2 separate regions of the Mus musculus genome follow, and region 1 is linked to region 2. A link is a contact called in public promoter capture Hi-C data. All regions are on one chromosome and are shown on one strand. Each heading gives the region's core, a stretch centred on a gene start, on an enhancer-like site or on the middle of the called end of the contact. The rest is flanking DNA. Distances are from core to core; before and after follow the strand shown.

What was found. Promoter capture Hi-C pulls out the DNA fragments that hold promoters and counts their contacts.
Region 1: a contact with region 2 is called in a promoter capture Hi-C map of stem cell-derived epiblast-like cells, with 2.5 times the contacts expected there. The contact joins the enhancer-like site here to the promoter of Gas2l2 in region 2. A contact is called at or near these places in 11 of 39 promoter capture datasets (the C10 cell line, the HPC-7 cell line, cranial neural crest and 8 more), 10 of 15 datasets of contacts at CTCF or cohesin (CD8 T cells, the G1E-ER4 cell line, the NIH/3T3 cell line and 6 more), 200 of 484 Hi-C or Micro-C datasets (2-cell embryo, the 3T3-L1 cell line, 3T3-L1-derived adipocytes and 113 more), 41 of 115 datasets of contacts at active chromatin or transcription factors (CD8 T cells, the HPC-7 cell line, the NIH/3T3 cell line and 28 more) and 5 of 9 other capture datasets (adipose tissue, embryonic tail, liver and 2 more).

Annotation. Positions count from the first base shown.
Region 1 is chr11:83,351,675-83,354,907 of GRCm38.p6, forward strand. All of the region lies in intron 14 of Ap2b1 (adaptor-related protein complex 2, beta 1 subunit), which reads left to right. Among named protein-coding and RNA genes, the nearest start is that of Gm23951, 14 kb to the right of the region's middle. Within about 2 kb of position 1,442, at least 2 of the 459 cell types and tissues checked have an H3K27ac peak or open chromatin away from gene starts, as enhancers often do. A contact at or near this core is called in stem cell-derived epiblast-like cells, where this site is marked.
Region 2 is chr11:83,427,730-83,430,805 of GRCm38.p6, forward strand. Gas2l2 (growth arrest-specific 2 like 2) reads right to left here and starts at 1,792. Exons shown (of 6, transcript NM_001013759.2): 1 at 1,315-1,792. The coding sequence starts at 1,699.

The DNA of each region.
Region 1 (3,233 bases), core at 192-2,691, 76 kb before region 2:
TACCCTAAAAAAATGCCCTTTATCTTTTAAATATTTATTGGTTTGTGCCTTTTACACATGAGGCAGTTATTTGAGCATTTTGTCTAAAATGTACCTTTGTCACAATTGGAAAGAACTGCTCAACTTTTTCCCCTTCCCCTCACTTCTTCTACCTTTGTCATACTTCCAATTTAATTAGCTTCCAGGATTCTAATAATAAAAGGCTCCAAAGTCCAGAATGTCTGTGGACATATGCCATCAGTTTCATTGTTGTACAAGATGGAGAACTAACAAACGCAACCGTCAGTGTTTGGGGGAAAGACTAGGAAAACGATAGGTCACACGGCTCCCTGTGGATTTTACTTAACCTTGGAACTACAGTGTAGGTGTCCTATACTCTGATGACTGTCCAGATGCCTGACAAGTTGACGTATTTCACAGCAACATTGGAAGGCACACACCTTAGGTAGGAAATATGATTTTAGAGATAATAGAAACCATGCCCCTGTTCTCATCTGTATATTACAGGTTTTCTCATAAACTTTATAAGGATCATTGTGTCTATGGGTTATCCATGTCAGTACAGGTGCATTTAAGCTTTGGCAGAGAATCCACTAAGGTGCAGTCAGACCTCTGTGAGTTGTTCAGTGTATCTAGAATCTAGTCACAGGCCATGCAGGGGACTCCAGCTTGTTGGCACAAGTTGAACATCCCTATTGTGTTTCTTTTGAATATAGGATTTGGGATTGACTGGTTGTAGAAGGAGAATAGTATCTTGGTGATGTCATTCTACATTGCTCTATATATAGCCTCTTCAGACTAAAGGTAGACAAACAATATCATGGAGCTGCCCAAGAAATGGAAGCAGCTCTTGTTATATTGCCATATCAACTACAGGTTGAGCACTGCATCCTGAGGTTTATGCTTTAACTTCCTTTCTGTGTTCCTTGGTCTCATTGAACCTAAGAGGGTAAACACGTTTACAAATGGAGGTGGAAAGGGGGCCCTGATTTTGATATTTCCAGGGCCACAATATAAACAGGTAGATAGATATTAATATATAAAGATGAAACTCTGTAAATACTGCTTCATATAAAAAGGCTGCTGGAGGAGCTGGGGAGATGGCTAAGTCTTGAAGCATGAGAACCTGAGTTTGGTTCCCAACACCCACATTAAATAAAAAACAAAACAAAACAAAAAACAGGTAGTGGCTGAGCAGTAGTGGTGCATAACTATAGTCCTGGCACTTGGAAGGCAGAGGCAGGCAGATCTCTGAGTTTCTGGACAGCTTGCTTTACAGTGAGTTCCAGGAGAGCCAGGGCTACAAAGAAAAACTCCCATCTCCCTGGGGACAAAGAAAAAGAAAACAAAAACAACCAACCAACTAAAAAACAGGTAATGGTGGTACATGTTTGTGAGCCCAGTACTCACAGGCATAGACAGGTGGATTCCTGGGGCTTGCTGGCTGGCCAGCATAGCCTAATTAGTGAGTGTAAAGGCTCTAAGAACCTGCTTCAGAATATGAATAGTGGCCTTTAATCCTAGCATTTGGGAGTCAGAAGCAGGGGGATTTCTGTAGTTTGAGGCCAGTCTGATCTTCATAGGAAATTCCAGGCCAGTTAGGGCTACAACATAAGACCCTTGTTTCAAAAAAGAAAAAGAAAAAGGAAAGAAAAGGTGTGCATCATACTTTTCTTTTTTAGTTAATTAATTGAATGTTTATGGGTGCTTTGTCTTCATTTTATGTGTATGTACCACATGCATGCTTGGAGTTACAGCTAGTTGTGAGCCACCATGTGGGTGCTGGCAGCCTTTACTTTTACTCTGGATCTGTATGTAGTTTAATATAATCACTCAGAGACCCTAAATTCATTTTACAAGAATATCACAAGAGAAGCCTAAATCTGACTATGTGAAAAATGAGTTTCCAGGCATCAGTGGACTGGGCTTTTAAAATTCCTTTTCAGGTTATCTAAAGAGGAAAATTAATTTCAGTTTGTCTTACAATGTATACAAATAATGCCATTTTTTAAATGAATCCTTGCTTTATAGAACCATTTCACAAGCCTATATAGTAATGTATAGAAATATCTTGTACAGGAGAGATCCAGATGTAGTTAGGCTATGGTAAAACCTACTAGTCTGTGGCATTTGGGGTTTTGGTGTTTGTTTTGTTTTGGTTGTGTTTCTTAGTCTTTGGGTGGGGGTTGGTGCCCACACACGTGTGGATGTTAGAGTTCGCATGTGTGTGGATGGTACGGGATGACCTTAGGTGTTGGTCCTTGCCTTCCAACTTGTTTTTGAGGCAGGGCTTTTGTTGTTTTTTTTGGGTTTTGTTTTGTTTTGGGCAAGTTCTTCTTATGTAGCCTAAGATAGTCTCATATTGACAACTCTACTGCCTCAGCCTCCCTAGTGCTGAGATTGCAGGCATATATCACAGAGCCCAGTGTTAATGTTGGGTTTTAATTAAACCTCAACCTGTGGAGGTCAGTGCTGTCCTGCTAATGAGCTTTAGCCTGCCAGATCTTTACCTTTTTATGGTTCTCATTCTAGCTGCATAATTAGCCTTAGTGCCATCTAAAATTACTAGCAGTACTATTTATATATAGTAAGAAGAGCAATTAAACAAAATGTCTGCAAAGTAGGATCTTTTTTGAGACAGGGTCTCCCTGGCTTGGGAACTCACTGTGTAGAACCTCACTGTATAGAACCAGCTGGCTTTGAACTCAGACATCCGCCTGCCTCTCTGGGATTAAAGGCGTGCACCACCAAGCCTGGCCCCCAAATACTCTGTTTTTATGTTTGTTTGCTTTGTTTTGTTTTTAAGTTGTCCAAGCTATTTTAGGATTGAGAACATTGAGCCAAACAAAATTCCAAAATGGAATTGGGTAGCTGATCTCATATGCCAAGCAGTGACTTCTTCCAAAAAAAAAAAAAAAAAAAAAAGTTTTCTGACAAGTCAATTTGACACATCTTACAGGGACAGACATCTTGGGCAAGTGAAGACCTGAGTTCAGTCCCTAGAGTCCAAGGTGAAAGGAGAGAACAACTCCTCAAGGTTGTCCTTTGATCTCTGCACACTAATGCACACTAATAAAGTAAATATAAAATCAGTTTTTAAAACTAGACATCTCTGAGTTCACCTTTGTTTTTTTCTTTTCATTGTGATTTTTTGGGTTTTTTTATTGTTTGTTTTTTTGTTTGTTTTTGTTTTTTTTTTGAGTGGTTTAGTTGTTTGGTTGGTCTGTTGGTTG
Region 2 (3,076 bases), core at 542-3,041:
TCTCCCTCCCGTGATCCACTTAACCAATGAGAAGATCCCAGGAGCAGAAAGCAGTTTCTCTGTTAGCCATCTTCCGGACACCCTAAACTTAGCTCTAGATAACCAGGCTAGCTTGACTATAGACTTTGACTACCTGACCCTATAGGGCTCAGTCCAGGAATCTCCTGTGGCTATGTGACCCCCAAGCTAGTTCCAGAGCTCCGGTGTTCATCTGAAAAATGTGGGTGTGGTCTATCTCAACTGAAAGCAGCAGTTGTTTGTGGGTATGGTCCTGGGAATGGAACCCAAGGCCGTACATAAGCTGTAACATAAGCTACATCCTTAGCTTTGATTAACCTTTGATCCAGCCCCTTGCCTCCTTCTACCAGCCCGGAGTCCAAACTTGACCCTTTCCCTGTCTCCTCCCACTTACTTTTGGCCTGGAGAATTGTGCAATCACACCTAATCCCATTCCTGGGTTCAAGGCCAAAAGCTGTCACTCTCTGAGCCCTGAGAGTCCCTGCAGGACTATGCCTTTCCCTATAGACCTCCCGCCTTGAGCTTCCTTCCCATCCTTTTAGTCAAGTCAACCTGTGGGTCACAACCCCTGGAAGGTCACCTATCAGATATCCTGCATATCAGATATGTACATTATAATTTATAACAACAGCAAAATTACAGCTATGAAATAGTAGTGAAAATAAGTTTATGGTTGGGGGTCACCACAAGATGAGGATCTGTATTAAAGGGTCTCAGCATTAGGAAGGTCGAGAACCACTGTTTCGGTCCTTCCTGCTCGATGGCCAGCCCATCCCAGTTATCCACCTACCTTGTGCTTTGCCACTGCTCCCTGACTAATTAATCTCCTCTCCCAAACTTCTCTCTTTGGTTCAAATCTCCTCCCTCTTGTTGCCCTTGCTGGTGCCCACTACTGTGTCATCAGACTGATCATTGTCATTCTAGATCCCATATTGTATATTGTATACCTTTGAAACACACATCTCCCTGGGCTGTAATCTCTTAATCTACTTAGCTGTCTGCCTTCCTAGACCATGCATTCCTGGGCCCTCGGGCCCTATTCTCCTCAGTTCTAAGAACCTAGCATGCACTGGAAACAGAAGAGGCAATGCATGGATTTCATCATTGGTGGATATCTACTGGTCATCAGTGTGTATTTACTAAGGATTTACTGTGAGGTGGAGAACCTGATGCTTCTCTAAGCTACTGCACGGAAAATCTACAATACCTCAACTCCTGTCCCCCAGGTCTAACTTAGCTTAAGCCTCTGAGTGATTCGTGCCCCTGTAATATAAAGGTCTGAGATCGTTGCGTTACCTTGGATCCCCATCTCCTTGCGACACCACTGGATGAAGTTGGAGATGTTGTCCCTGGCCTGGAAGGTACCCGGCTGAGCAGCCCCATTGCAGAAAACTCCAGCCTGGGGCATGGGAATCTTTTGAGCTCGCTCAGGTGCCTCAGCCAGGAAGGCCAGAGCAGCCTCCGTGACAGTGTTGGCATGCCGGCACAACACCAGGCCAGTCTCCAGCACCCGCAGGAAGTTGTCTGCATCGATGTCCAGCCCGTACAGATCCCGAAGCCACTCAGCCAGGTCTTCCTTCATGGCCTCCAGGTACTGCTCGCTGGACTTGAAGGGCCGGATGCTGCGCACAGGAGGTCCTGGGGTCCTGGGTCTCCTCCCATGTCCCACATGCTGAGACATGACTGGAACTCAAGTGTGGGAGGAAGTAACAACCTCCTGTCCCCCCACTGTTGTCTCTTTACTTCTGCTACCTGCTAGTCAAGGTCCTGGCCCAGTTCTCCTTGATTCAATGGGTCCCCCTCTACCCTCTGAGAGCCCAGGGGCTCTGCGGCTTGCTATGGGCTTCAGCCTCTGGGCCAGGCCCAGCCCCCACTGCCCACATTCCTCAATCCCTGCCTGAACTTTTCTTTGGTGGCTTGCAGCGACCTCACTCTCAGCTGCCTAGTCCCAGAGTTCAGCGCTTCTGGGACTGGTGAAAGTTGAGGGTACTCCTCTCTTCCCAGGGCAGGTCATCTACTGCCTCCGGACCGCCACCATCACCGTCACCGTCCAGGGAGCCAGAACAAGCAAGTAGGCTCTGGCCCGCTGCTCTGCTCTGCTCAGCTTTCCTTCCTCTCCTTGGAGACGCCGCTGCTACAAACACTCCTTGTTAACCCTTCCTTCCTTCCAGCAGCCTGTGTGCCTGAGCACAGGGAGCCGGCCAGAGAGGGTGGGACTGGGTTCTCTCTCAGTTGACTCCTTGTGGGGGACTTGAGGGGAAGCTGAGGGAGACGTTCCGGGGCTGGGGCTTAAGGATGGGCGAGCCCTGGAAATGAGTGAGCGCGGAAGAGACACAGCAATAGAGCCCAAAGACGGGAGTTTTGCCCTATATTCCTCTGGAGGTGGCATGCAAGCCCCGATCTCTCTGTGCCTAGTTTGTCAACTGTCAAATGGGAAGGACAATGTCTGTCCTTCTAGGGTAAGGAACAAGGGAATAGTGTGTGTATGTGTGTGTGAAAACATCAGAATACCCAGCCTGGGTGAACCCCGGCTCTCACGGGCTCTCCCAGCAACCCTGTCTGAACACCGTGATTCCCATCTGCTCTGGAGAACTTGATTCATCCGTGTGATTCTTCTAGAACAAGCTCACCCCATGGTCACAGCAATGCATTCATTCAACAACGATTTCTTCTCTCTTTTCCTCTCTCCTCCTCCTCCTTTTTTCCCTCCTTCTATGTTTTTTTGTTTGTCTGTTTGTTTGTTTTTTTGTTTTTTTTTTTTTTTGGGTTGGGGGGGACAGTGTTTCTCTGTGTAGCCCTGGCTGTCCTGGAACTCACTCTGTAGACCAGGCTGGCCTCGAACTCAGAGATCTGATCACCTCTGCCTCCAAAGTGATGAAATTAAAGGCACACCCCACCATCGCCTGGCTAACAAAGAGTTCTTAAGCCTCTACTATGTACCAGATGCTATCATGGAGCTTAGAATACAGCAACAAACAAAACCATCACTGCCTGAACTCATGGAGGCTACATATATGTTACATGTATGTTACTGGGTGATGGGTGGTAGATGAACAAA